Linked DNA regions of Rattus norvegicus: region 1 is linked to region 2. A link is a contact called in public Hi-C data. All regions are on one chromosome and are shown on one strand. Each heading gives the region's core, a stretch centred on a gene start, on an enhancer-like site or on the middle of the called end of the contact. The rest is flanking DNA. Distances are from core to core; before and after follow the strand shown.

Region 1 (6,124 bases), core at 3,614-6,113, 650 kb before region 2:
TCCCTTTGTAATATTTATTGCTATAATCAGTAGCCTGATGAGCTGCTAGAAGCCGTTTTGTCATTAAGAACAAAATGGTTTCATTCATTAGAAATCGCTCCCAATATTCTCACCTTAAATCGCTAACCATGATAAATGATTCAAATTGTCTATGGATATGAATTAAATTAAAATGAAATGCATTTGCTCAGACTTTGTGGAGAAATACTCTATCAGAGAAATGCAGCACCACCATCCATTCATTCCTTTTCCCTGTTTACATGCCAGGAGTAAATGCTGCTAAGTGTTTGTGTCATTCCAAAAGTTGTGTTGAAATGCAATTTCCAGAGGGAAGGTATTGAAAGGGGGTTCTTTTCAGGGATAACTAGGTCTCAGAGGGTGGAACCTCCCAGAATAATTTCGGGGACTTTAGGGAAAAAGTCTGAAAAGGATCCTTCTTTTCTGTGTATACAGTAAGGGCCACAATACAGTGAGAAGTTGTGGGAGGTTATTCATAGCTGCGAACAACCTGAATGAGCTTTTATATATATATATATATATATATATATATATATATGTATGTATGTATGTATGTATATGTATACATATATATAATATAATATATAATATATATATAAATATATATATATATATGTTGTTTATAAGCTTTGTTATAGTGACTGAAAGCGATGGATACCAAGCAAGTGAACAGGTTACTTTTTACAAGAACATACTGACAGACCTCAAGTACGAGACCCGAGTTCTGCAGTCATTTCTTTTGAACATAGTTACTGAGTGTGGACTATTGTACTGGCTGAGAGTTCTAAGAAGTGTCATAAGAGATTCTATAGCTGATGTTGGTGACGTCTTCTCTAGAATCCTTTGGGTGGGCGTCCCCATTCCCCAGCTCTCAAATAGGACCTCAGTGGATACTATTTGTTTATAAATTGTAATTGCAGTCCCTTCTCACGTGCTATCTCTGACTGATTAAAGATGCAGAGTCCAGAAAGGCTTGGGAAATTTTGTGTCTCTTGCATAGTGGCTGATGGCAAATTAACTGGGAGGGAGGGAGGGAGGGAGGGGGAGTGGGGGAAATCTCTGTAGGATAGCATATACCCTAGAGACTAATCTATTTCCTGACATAGCAGTCGGCTCTGGACAGATTCTCTTGGAGGAGCCTCTGTGTCTGACTCCCTCTGCTGTTGTGGAGTTCTTTCCCTTACCCTCCTACAGGTTTCCTCTGAGACTGCACAATCACTGTTTCATGCTCTTTCTCCAGAAAACCATATCTACTACAGAAACAGACAGTGGTCAGAGCATTCTCAACAGAATCACTTTTCCTGCAGTTTGCCTAGACTTAGAAGACATACGGTCTTTTCAAAGAAGGCATAATTGATCAGATACGTGGATCAGCTTATAAATTAAAAGGGGGCATCATGCATTTTTGAAAGAGATATGACAGTAGTGCTTGGGGCTTTCCAGAAAAGTCCTTCAGTTGCATTATAGAAGGGACAGAAAAATCTTTGAAACAAAACAATTCAAGGTTTGTTTGAGGATTACAACTAACCCATGTTATGTAGGGGAAAATGGAGAGTTATCATCATACCATATTATGGTATGCCTTGGAAGCAAAGTGCTTATTCTAAACTCGAAGGCCAGTGCCTGTTTCCAAGCAATGCCTTATTTCTGTTGAAACTACTTCAGCTGATAACAGACTTGCTACAAAGAAGGCATATTGGTGGTGGGAAATAAAAGCTGAAAGGGCACAGGAAGCTTAACAGAGAGATGAGAAAAAGTGACATTCCACAGTGGTGCTGGGTATGGAATGAGGAGGGATATCTCAGAAGCAGAGCTGAAGAGTCTTGTAGTGTAATTGGATCCAGAGAGCCAGGGAGGGAGAGAGGACAGCGACTGGGTTTGTCTAAGTGGTGACCTCTTAGTGCTTTCCCAGAGTAGAATTACCGCACTGAAGAAAGCACGTGTCAGCATTTTCTTCGAAAAATGCAAACACTGTTGCCAGGGGTGGTGTGACTCAGTCAGCCAAACACATTCTCTGCAAGCATGCAGATCTGCGTGTGATTCCCCAGAAGCCACACGAAAGCCGGGCTCTGGGGCCATGCACCAGCCATCGTGGTGCCGAGGAAGCAGGGAAAGATGCATATGTCGGGGGTTGCTGGCTGGCTAGGCTCTCTGAATCAGATAGTTCCATGTTCAGTGAGAGACCGTCTCAAAAGAAAAGGAATAATGTAAAAGGTAATAAAGGAAAACATCTAACATCAACCTCTGGCCTCCACATGCATGTACCAGTGTGTATGCATGTAGACCTCTACATATGTGTGCATACTCGCAAACACATACACAGAGATTTATAACTTTGTAAAATACTGAATCAACTTAACGGGATGGGATGCTGCTTCAATGCCGTATTCAATTCATTCTGGGAAAACTATGGGTAACTCTAAATTTGGTGCCTGACTTTTGTCCACAGTCACATTCACGGGCTGAGAGAGGCAAGCGAACCTTTCTTCTTAGGTTTTCATCTCCCTTCAGATCTGTAGAAGCTGCTGGTGTTGAAGTAGCTGCTGCTGGCTTGGTGAATGGAAAAAGGGTTGTTGCGCCTTTTATTTTTACTTCTTTTGGCATTTCCTGAAAGCGTAATGCTGTCTTGTGAGGCCCATGGTGATTTATGACAGAGCCGTATCCGGACTGTTTTCTGACTAACGGCCAAGAGAAAATGTGAAGCCCGAATGAAATTTTCTAGGCAACCAAGGGGCACAGCAGGAGATGTGGCAGTGCTTTAAGGAAAAAAAATTAAATAAATGAAGAACACTTCGAGCAAGTCCCATGGTTAGTATTATAGGAATACGTTGAGTCAAAATCAATGCTACTTCCGTTAACAACAAGTTTTACTTTTTTTTTCTTTTTTTGGTAAAAAAATCCTTTAAATTCCCCTGGTCCCCCAGTTGTAAAGCAATACTTTCTTCAAGGATAATCAGGATGATGCGAGTTTCCTTATATTTGCAAAATAGACTTTGGAGAATTCTTTTCTAACTAGTCTTAGCTCTTAGAGGGAAGGATCTGTTTTGAGTATTGTCTTTCCCTGGTTTCTTGCTGGTGCACAGTACCACATTTAAGCTTGTGGCTAGCTGGGCGATCTTTCCCCCTGGGTCATATAAGTGACGCTCTGTGTACTTTTCTTATACGTGGACTGAGAAAGGAAATGAAAAATGAACAGGAGTTTTTTGTAATCTAAAACAAACACAACAAAGTTTCTCTCTCTCTCTCTCTCTCTCTCTCTCTCTCTCTCTCTCTCTCTCTCTCTCTCTTGCTTTGGAAATTCTTGGTGACGTACTTCCCTTAGGATGGGTGAAATTCATCCCACCTCTGCTTTCTTACACAGTTGTATTATTTCTAATGAGCCATTGGACTCTGTAAGCATTAAGAAGAGTTTCCTGTTGTATAGCTGCTCTGGCTTAGTGCACGGAAAAAAACTGTTGTTGCATCTTTTATTTTTACTTTTTGGCATTTCCTGAAAGTGACAGGAAGATAAAAAGTGACCTGCTGTTTGGTCCTCCCGTGACTCCCTGCTACAGTTTCTCCTCCTGAGTATTTGAGCGGCTTCCTCCTCTTGCTTCTGTGTGTACATTATTCTTGTGTCCCCTCACCTTCCTCTACATCTCCTGGAAAAGAATTCCAGTGCTCTGTAACCTTTCTGCCCCCTGCTTTCTAGTGTACATTTGCCTTATTCCTTTGGTAAAATCATATTCAACAGAACAATGTTTATAGGGAGAATATCTCTCTATCCCTCACCACATGGCTGCCTTGCTGCTGATAGAAAAGACATGTATTGTCCTTAGTCACAATCTACAAACGAGAAACAGGTGAGGACAGAGCAAGGTCCTAGTGAATCCAGCCTGGAAATGCAGCTGTAACTGGGCTTTCTTTTGGTTTCTTTCCTTTTTCAGAGACATAGATGGCTTTTACATATGTATGTGTCAAGGTCCCTATGAAGAAGACCATTGCCATGAGCCACACTGAGATGGGGAATGTGCTTGGCTCTCCTATGGTGATTTTATGACTTTATGTATCCATGGAATAGAGCGGGCTGATGGGATGATACCTGAATTTCTGTTACTGACAGCTCAAATTACTAGCAAATGTACCATCTGACTCAGCGAGTTAAACAAAAGAGAACAGGTCAGAAGCCATTCCTGAATGTGGTCACACTTTTCTCTATGGATGGATTTGCTTATACAATGGCCCTTCCTACAACACACACACACACACACACACACACACACACACACACACACACACACACATATATATATATATATATATATATATATATATATATATATATATATATCTTGAAAGTATAGCTTAGGTTTGACTTTTGTCTCTAGTCAACCTTCCTGTGGTAAATCTTTCCTAATTCTCCTCTATGTGCCCAGATGAGCCCCTCTCATGTCTCGTGACTTCTCATAGGCTGCATTGTAAGATTGCCCATTTTCTGCATGTCTTTCAATAGACTATGAGTTCAGAGCATTTCTGTATTCATATTTGCTGGTGTGTGTAACCACCAAGCGTGGGTAGTAAATGCACCGATGAGAGGGTAAATCATTTGCCTGCAACAAAAGTCCAGTGATAGTTTATATTGGGATATATTTGAAACTTAGACAAGAAGCAAGAAATGTCTTCATTTATTTCGTTACAGTTTAATCTTCTGACTTTTATTGTATTTTTCCCAGCGAAAGACTTTTACATGCATACTTTTCAATTCTGTTTTAAGACATACTATAACTTCTAAGCTGTTGCTACTCTGTTAGGAATGTACCCACTACCAGTGACAGAGCCAAGAAATATTTTTCAGTTTGTTCATGTCAGGATTGAAACCAAAGGTCTTAGAACCAAAGAGACTCCAAGACATAGAACACACTCTAAAACAGAACACACTCCCAGACGTAGAATATACTCCAAGACATAGAACAGAATCCCAGAAATAAAACACACACTAAGGCATAGAACATATTTTAAGGCATAGAACACACTCCAAGGCACAGAATGGACTCAAAGCTCTGTGAACTACACCACATTGCTGCCATCTTCCTGTGGAAACTGGGAACCAGTACAGAGCTAGGGTTTAGGTACAGTTCTTGTTGGAAAATAATCAGAAAGATCAACTGATCTTTACTAGATCAGGTGTGTGTCACAGTTTCAATTCAGAAAATCGTAACTTAAATTGAAAGCAGCTTACTGAAGAAACATCTTACAAAGATCTCCTGTTACAGTGTCTCAGTTTGGTAAGTAAACCATGTCTAATTCTAGTTGCTAGAGAACTAGAGTTTGAAAGTTGGAGTGTGGGAACTGGCCAGGGTGCAGTGATTAGGGAGAAGGGATTAAATCCAACATTGGTAATATCCATTTCTGGTCTTTATACTATTCTCTAGGCTGCCAGTTTTCTACAAAGGAAAATAATTAACCTGATTAACTCCCAACTCTTGCCTGCTTTCTTGTATTAGTGCATATAAAGGTGCCCGAGGCAGCCCTTAGGCATTCATACTGTAATTATACACCAAGCTGAATGAAACAAAACTGAAAACTGTCCAAGTCTTCCCTCCAGCCCCCTGCCTCTGTGTTGGATGAATGTCCTTCAAGGCATTTCAGCCAACCATGTTTACAGTTGCCTGACCCAAGCCTGCCTCCTGTTGTCCCTTCGGCCTATAGATTTTTCTCAGCCATCCTAGAGATCTGCTCTAACACCTACTTCCACCGGGAACTGTTCTCCTACAACCAACCGATGCCCTACGTTCTCAAGACTCACTTTGCAGGCAGATGAGTTACAGTCAAAGGCAGCTTAGTGTTTTTCTCTTTCCGAAACCCTCAGAACTTGCAGGGTATCCCCTCATTTCTATTTCTTGTTTGTTTTGGGGCTTTTTGTTTTTTGTTTTTGTTCATTCGTTTGTTTGTTTTTTCAGTTTTGCTCTGTATTCCCACTTACACAGACCCTAGTGAGAAGTCATGTTTGACTTCTATCCTGTCCCAGCTCCATGTGCTCATTACAATGTGGACATCCTATACAACCCTGCTCCCAAATGTGAATTTTCAAATGTCAGCTTCATATTCATGGTGGTACCAGTGACCC
Region 2 (6,036 bases), core at 2,631-5,130:
ACACACACACACACACACACACACACACATACATACACACACACACACACACACACATAGCCACTTTCAGAGACCCAGACAAATCATTCGCTTGTTTCATTCATAACCAGTTTACCTTGAATAACCCAAGACATCAGTGTGTCACCATTGCCTTTTTCTCTCACCACTTAGAACTCCATGTGTGGTAAGCTGGAAAAGATTTCTTCATCCTTCCAATCTTTAAGCCAGAGGAAGGTTGAGGCTTAAGTATCAGTACCCAGTTCCTTGCCTAGAGGTGGAGTGACGTGGAGCCCTGACTTTACGTTGGCCACCCCACCACAAAGCATAGCAGAAACAAGCACCAGTTTCCTCAAATGGAAACATATAAATTACTGTTCTATGGGGTGTTTTTCTTTCTTGACCAGTGGCTCTTGAGATGAGTTCATATATGAACCACGCTCAAATCCTGGTCTTGGGTCTGTTTTTTGGACAACACAATGTAGAGTAAAACTTTGTGGACCTGCATGTGTTCTCTTTTCCGTAAATTTACATGTATCTTATAGATCATCCTCCAGGGTTATCAGACTATCAAGGACACCAAATCATCTATGAGTTTTATCAGCCCAATATGGTTCTTTCAAAATAATAGTTAACTATTTCTAAGTTATGATTATTTGCCGATGGCCCACCAACGTGTACCTGAGGTCTGATTCTGAAAACCTTAATCTCCTGTTCATCAGTACAACAGGTTCCATTATTGTGGAAAATCACCTCAGCTTTCACAAAGCTTTTATGTATGGTTGTATATTTTATCTTTTAATTCAGTTTGGTTTTCAGAAAGCTAATGTTTCCAAATGAAAAATGGATTTTTAAAAACTGTAATACTCACTTTAATATGACACCCCAGGACTCAGTTGCTGTAGTCACTCGCCTGTGACCATTAAACATTATAGTGTTTGCAAGGAAAATGTCAGAAAGATCATGCCAATTGCAAGAAAATGGCTCAGAAGATTTACTTCCTGGCGTGTTTGTTTGTTTGTTTTGTTTTTCTGTGCTCATCGAGAAATACTGCTTCCTGCTGGGCATGGTGGCACATGCCTGCAATCCTAGCACTTGGGAGGTAAAGTCTAGGTACTCAAGAGTTCAAGGTCACACTTGGTTCTGCAGTGTTGCTGAGGCTAACATGCATTACAGGAAGCCCTGTTTCAAACAAACCAACAAAACTTCCCACTTGTAAACATCAAAAAACTAAAGCTATGTTTCCCTAAAATATATTATTTTTCTCTGGGCATGGTGGCAGTACCATTTAGGAGGCTCAGGCTAGAAGACTGTGAGTTTGAGGCTAGCCTGGGTTACATAAGTTTAAGGATAACCTTGGCAATACAAAGAGACGTATTTTAAACAAACACATAACTCCTTCTGAGTAAGATTCCAGCCCATGGTGTCAGCATGTAGATTATATTACATCGTTAAATGAGCATTTGTCCCATGAGGCAAATTTAGCACACTAACTGAAGATATAAGAGAGAGAGCATTTAACACTTGGAAATAAACTCCTATGTGTGAAGGTAAACTACCTTACAAACCAAGTCATTTTTCTTCTCAATAAGGTGTCTAAATATGTTGACATCATTCAGTTCTTTAATATTTTATTGTGGTTTCAAGGAACTGTCATCTCCAGACAAGGAGATGTGGTGGGAGATGATACTACAGGGCAGAGTATGTATATATCTCCTAAGTATATTTAAATATATTGTGTGCATTAATGTAAATAATCATATACATTTACACATCTAGGACTGCTTACTAAGGTGTGGACAAAGAATTTATATTCTGTAACTGTCTTAATTGACTTTATATGTTATGATAAGCAAGAGGGTGTTTGTTTCAATGCATCAACAAGAAACTCTCAAGTCTGATAGAGTACCATGTGCCTGTAATTCCAGCTCTTGGGAGGTAGAGGTAAGGAGATAAAGAATTGGGAGCCAGCTTTTATTACGTTGTGAGTTGAGGAGTTGGAGTCCCACCTTGAGCAACAGAAGGCCTTGTCTCAGAGAAAACAAGGCACAAATAAACAAACGAAAATGAGAAATGATCTTCTAAAATGTAGGCGATTTATCTCTAGCAAATGGCGCTCATTGGTTTAGAAGGTCTGCGGACGAAGACAGTGCGAGCAAATTAGTTGTGTCTGACTTGTCTCTCTGAACAAGGAAACTCTGAACCGGTTTCCTTGGTGATAAATAACAGATGAGGCTCTTACGCCCGTAGGGTGTGTGCTCATCTATTTTTGTTTTGGATAAGAGATGGAGTTCCTCAAGGCTCCTTCTCTTTTAGTGCTTCCAACCACCTCATTGTGTTACTTCCTGGAATGTTCAGTTTCTAATGAAGGGTCACAGTCATTTTCTCACAGTCATTTTCACTTTTCCTCGGGGTAACTGATTAGTGCTGCCTATTTGGTGAGATAAGCCAAGAGGCCATCTCCCACAATGAGATGTTTGTCTAGGAGGAAGACCCCTGTAGTGAAAGCAGACATATTCCAATTTCAATTTAATGACAAATGAAGTACTTTTCTTGCTTATTTGTGGATGGAAAGCATCTGTCTGTCTGTCTGTCCATCCATCTGTCCCCCTGTCTCACTTCTTTCTTTCTTTCCTTCTTTGGATTCTTGGCACTTAGTATGAAGCCCAGGGCCTAGCACATGCCCAGCAAGCACTCTGACAGCAAGCTGCTCTCTAGCCCACTCAGTTCCTTATTTAAGAAATAGCCCCCTGCAGGCAGGCTATCCAGCTTCTCTATGTAGCATTACTGACCTATTTGTATCTCTTCAGTGAGCCCAGGATATGCACTTTTGGTTATTTTTGTGTGTTCCAGTTTCCTTTTCTGTTGCTCTGAGAATATTTTCTGACCAAAAAAAAATACTTGGAGAAGAAAGAAAGGGTCCATTTCATCTGTCCTGGCTAGTTTTATGTTAGCTTGTCACAAGTTAGAGTCATCAGAGAGGAAGGAACCTCAGTGGAGAGAAGGCTTCCATAAGAAGTCTGGGGGCAAGCCTGTGGGGCAGGGCGGTTTTTTAATTAGTTATTAATGTGCGAGGGATCAGCCCATTGTGGGCGGGCTGGTGGCCCTGGGCCCTGTCAGAAAGTAGGCTGAGTAAGCCATGAGGAAGAAATTAGTAAGCAGCACCCCTCCATGGCCATGGCCACTGCATCAGCTCCTGCCTCCAGGTTCCCATCCTGTTCAAGTTCCTGTCTTAACTTCCTTTAATGATGAACAGTGATATAGAAGTGTAAGCCCAGCAAACCCTTGCTTTTCCAACTTGCTTTTGCCCATGGTGTTTCATACTAGCACTAATAAGCCCAATTAAGACATCATCTTATAGTTCTGGGTAACAGCCCATCCTCTCTGATGGAGGAATGATATTTATTGGCTCTCCCAATTATCTTCCCTATAAAGCCCATGACCACCTGCCTAGGTATTGTGCCACCCACAGTTGGCTCGGCAATCTCATGTCAATCATGAATCAAGATGTTATGATCTTGGCAACATCTCAATCGAGCCTTCTCCTCAGAAGACTGTAGGCTGTGTCAAGTTGATAGCTGATGCTTGACACCAGCTCAATGCCCCAGTTGACTTTTACACAGAAGAAGGTGGGGATAGAATGAAAACATCATATTTTAACCTAAATATAAAATTAGCCTGGGCATTAGTCACCTTTGCCTGGGATTTTTGAACACAACCAAAATTGAATGCTCACATACCTTACTCTTTTATTCAGCTAGTTTTATGATTGTATTGAATGTGTAATTGAGAACGGAAAGGGGCGAGTTGGGGGCTGACTCAAAAGAGTCCCGTTTGAGTCACCCTGGAATGAGTGAGAAAAGTTGGTAGCCTCAAGTATCTTTATCTAATGGAAAACAAACATACCCAAGTGTGATTCATGTCTAAGTCTGAGAAGTCTTAAGCAAAACATAAAGTGCTGTGACAGCCGGAGGCCAAAAGAGGGGAATTGTCTACAGACACGGAAACTCTTATGAGTCACTTTCTCTGACTCCATACAAGTTTCTAGAATCTACAACTTTCTTACTGTGAGCAAAGACACTGAGCTATTGGAGTTACATGTCCGTGGCTATAAATGCACTCCCCTCAGTAGGAAACAAAGTTCATGCGTGTAAAATCGGATTATTGGGCTTATGCAGTACCATAGAGCTTACATCTCATGTTGGCTTACCAGAAAGTCTCTGGAAGCAACTGATGTACCTTCAGGGTAGCAGTAGAGCTGTTTGCTACATGTGGGGCTCTGAAATTTAGTTTAGATCACTCTGTGAGAGGTATTCCAAGTATATGCTGCTTGAACCCCATACAGAGGCACCACGGCAAAGGAATTATAGTCACTACCTCAGTAATTCCAGGTTACGACCTCTACAGCATCAGTGAACATCCTTTACACGAAACACAATAATTGACATTCTTGCAATAGGACACTTTTAAGGCATTTTTCTCCTGTAAGAATTTCCCCAGCCTTTATCTTTCCCACCATAAGGAGACAGCTCTTTTATATAACAACTGCCACAGTATTTATTAGATTTGAATTTGTAAAACAGATTTTGTGTAATGCTATGCATTTAAATGGCAGTTACATGTTACAAAGACCTTCTAGTCCTCCTATGGTGTGGAGTTTTATTAAGCTACTGTCCACATGTGAACTGAGCTGCAGAAAGATTCAGTAATATGACTTAATTAACTTTATATTAAATAACTAAGCTAAAGCTTAGTTTTCGCTAAACTTGATGGCATTTTGCCAGCGAGGCCAATCTAGAAGCTATAAGCCTTTGTGAGTGGCACCAGGGCTACTGGAATTGCCTGGTATTTACCTTGTGAGAACCCTCCTTTCAATAACAGTCTCTTATATTGAAATGGACAAGGCTATATTTCTACCCACGGACTTCTTCGTTTCTAGTAGAGAATTAGGCATCTGAAACAGCAATTATGGGATAATAGAGGAAGAGAAGCTGATGAATAGTGTGAAATTTCTCCATAATTTTTGTTGTTTGATTCAGAGTCTCCCTCTGTAGTCTAGGCTTGAACTCACAATGTAGCTCAGGCTGCCCTCAATCTCATGGCATCTCATGGCACCTCATGTCAGCCTTCCATGTGCCAAGATCATCGACTTGAACTACCATGCTCCGGAGTTTGCATCACTTTTGAAGAGTAAAGTGGCCCCCTCTGAAAATGATGTCACCCATAAGCTGAGTTTAAAACTCCGTATGATGTACCTGGGGAGATGGCTCAACCCAGAGAGTGCTCAGGACATACGCGTGAGCACCTGAGCTCAGGTCTCCTGCACTCAAACTAAAGGTTGGTCATGTGGCTGCAACCCCACACGGCTGGGGCTGAAGCAAGAAGCTTCCTGCACCTCATGACAAGCAGGTCCAGCCAGTCGGGGAGCTTCAGAGTCAGGGAGAAATAAGGCGGAGAGTGATCAAAGGATACACCCAGCATTGACCCCTGGCCTCCATGTGCACCTGCACACATATGCATGCATAGGCACAGGAACCTGTGCATGCACATGAACTACTGGAACACTGCACTACCAAAGGGCTCAGTGGCCAAGTATGGTCACTGCTCTCGTTAAGGATCCAGGTTCAATTCCTAGCACCCACAGAGCAGCTTACAACTACTTGTGACTCCAGTTTCAGGGGACTTGATTTTTTTCTTCTGACCTTTATGAGCTCCTGCATGCACATACATGTTACACAAAATCTCATACATCCAAACACATATGCAAATAGATAACTTACTAGTGTGTTACTTATTTTTTATTGCCACGAAGATAATCTTGACAAAAACTGCACAACTTGGTTGCATTCAACTCTAGACTCAAGTAGGGTCTGTGAACTCTTCTGGGTGAATGAAATAAAGAGTCAGTACCTGACTGTTTCTGTATGTGCGCTCTATGACTCGCTCTCCATGTTCTCTCAAGTCAGCTGCCCCTCATGAACATCTTAAAGGTTGGGATTGTGCAAGTCCTGTAGAAGACGAGGTCAGTCAGAATGCTAT

The links. Hi-C and Micro-C count contacts between places; a contact is called where the count stands out from the background.
Region 1: a Hi-C map of the A7r5 cell line shows a contact between it and region 2, with 2.1 times the contacts expected there. The contact joins two enhancer-like sites. A contact is called at or near these places in 2 of 12 Hi-C or Micro-C datasets (the A7r5 cell line and the Rat2 cell line).

The regions. Positions count from the first base shown.
Region 1 is chr1:238,830,865-238,836,988 of GRCr8, reverse strand. All of the region lies in intron 2 of Prkg1 (protein kinase cGMP-dependent 1), which reads left to right. Among named protein-coding and RNA genes, the nearest start is that of Prkg1, 220 kb to the left of the region's middle. Within about 2 kb of position 4,863, at least 5 of the 93 cell types and tissues checked have an H3K27ac peak or open chromatin away from gene starts, as enhancers often do. A contact at or near this core is called in the A7r5 cell line, where this site is marked.
Region 2 is chr1:238,180,830-238,186,865 of GRCr8, reverse strand. All of the region lies in intron 4 of Prkg1 (protein kinase cGMP-dependent 1), which reads left to right. Among named protein-coding and RNA genes, the nearest start is that of Cstf2t, 180 kb to the left of the region's middle. Within about 2 kb of position 3,880, at least 8 of the 93 cell types and tissues checked have an H3K27ac peak or open chromatin away from gene starts, as enhancers often do. A contact at or near this core is called in the A7r5 cell line, where this site is marked.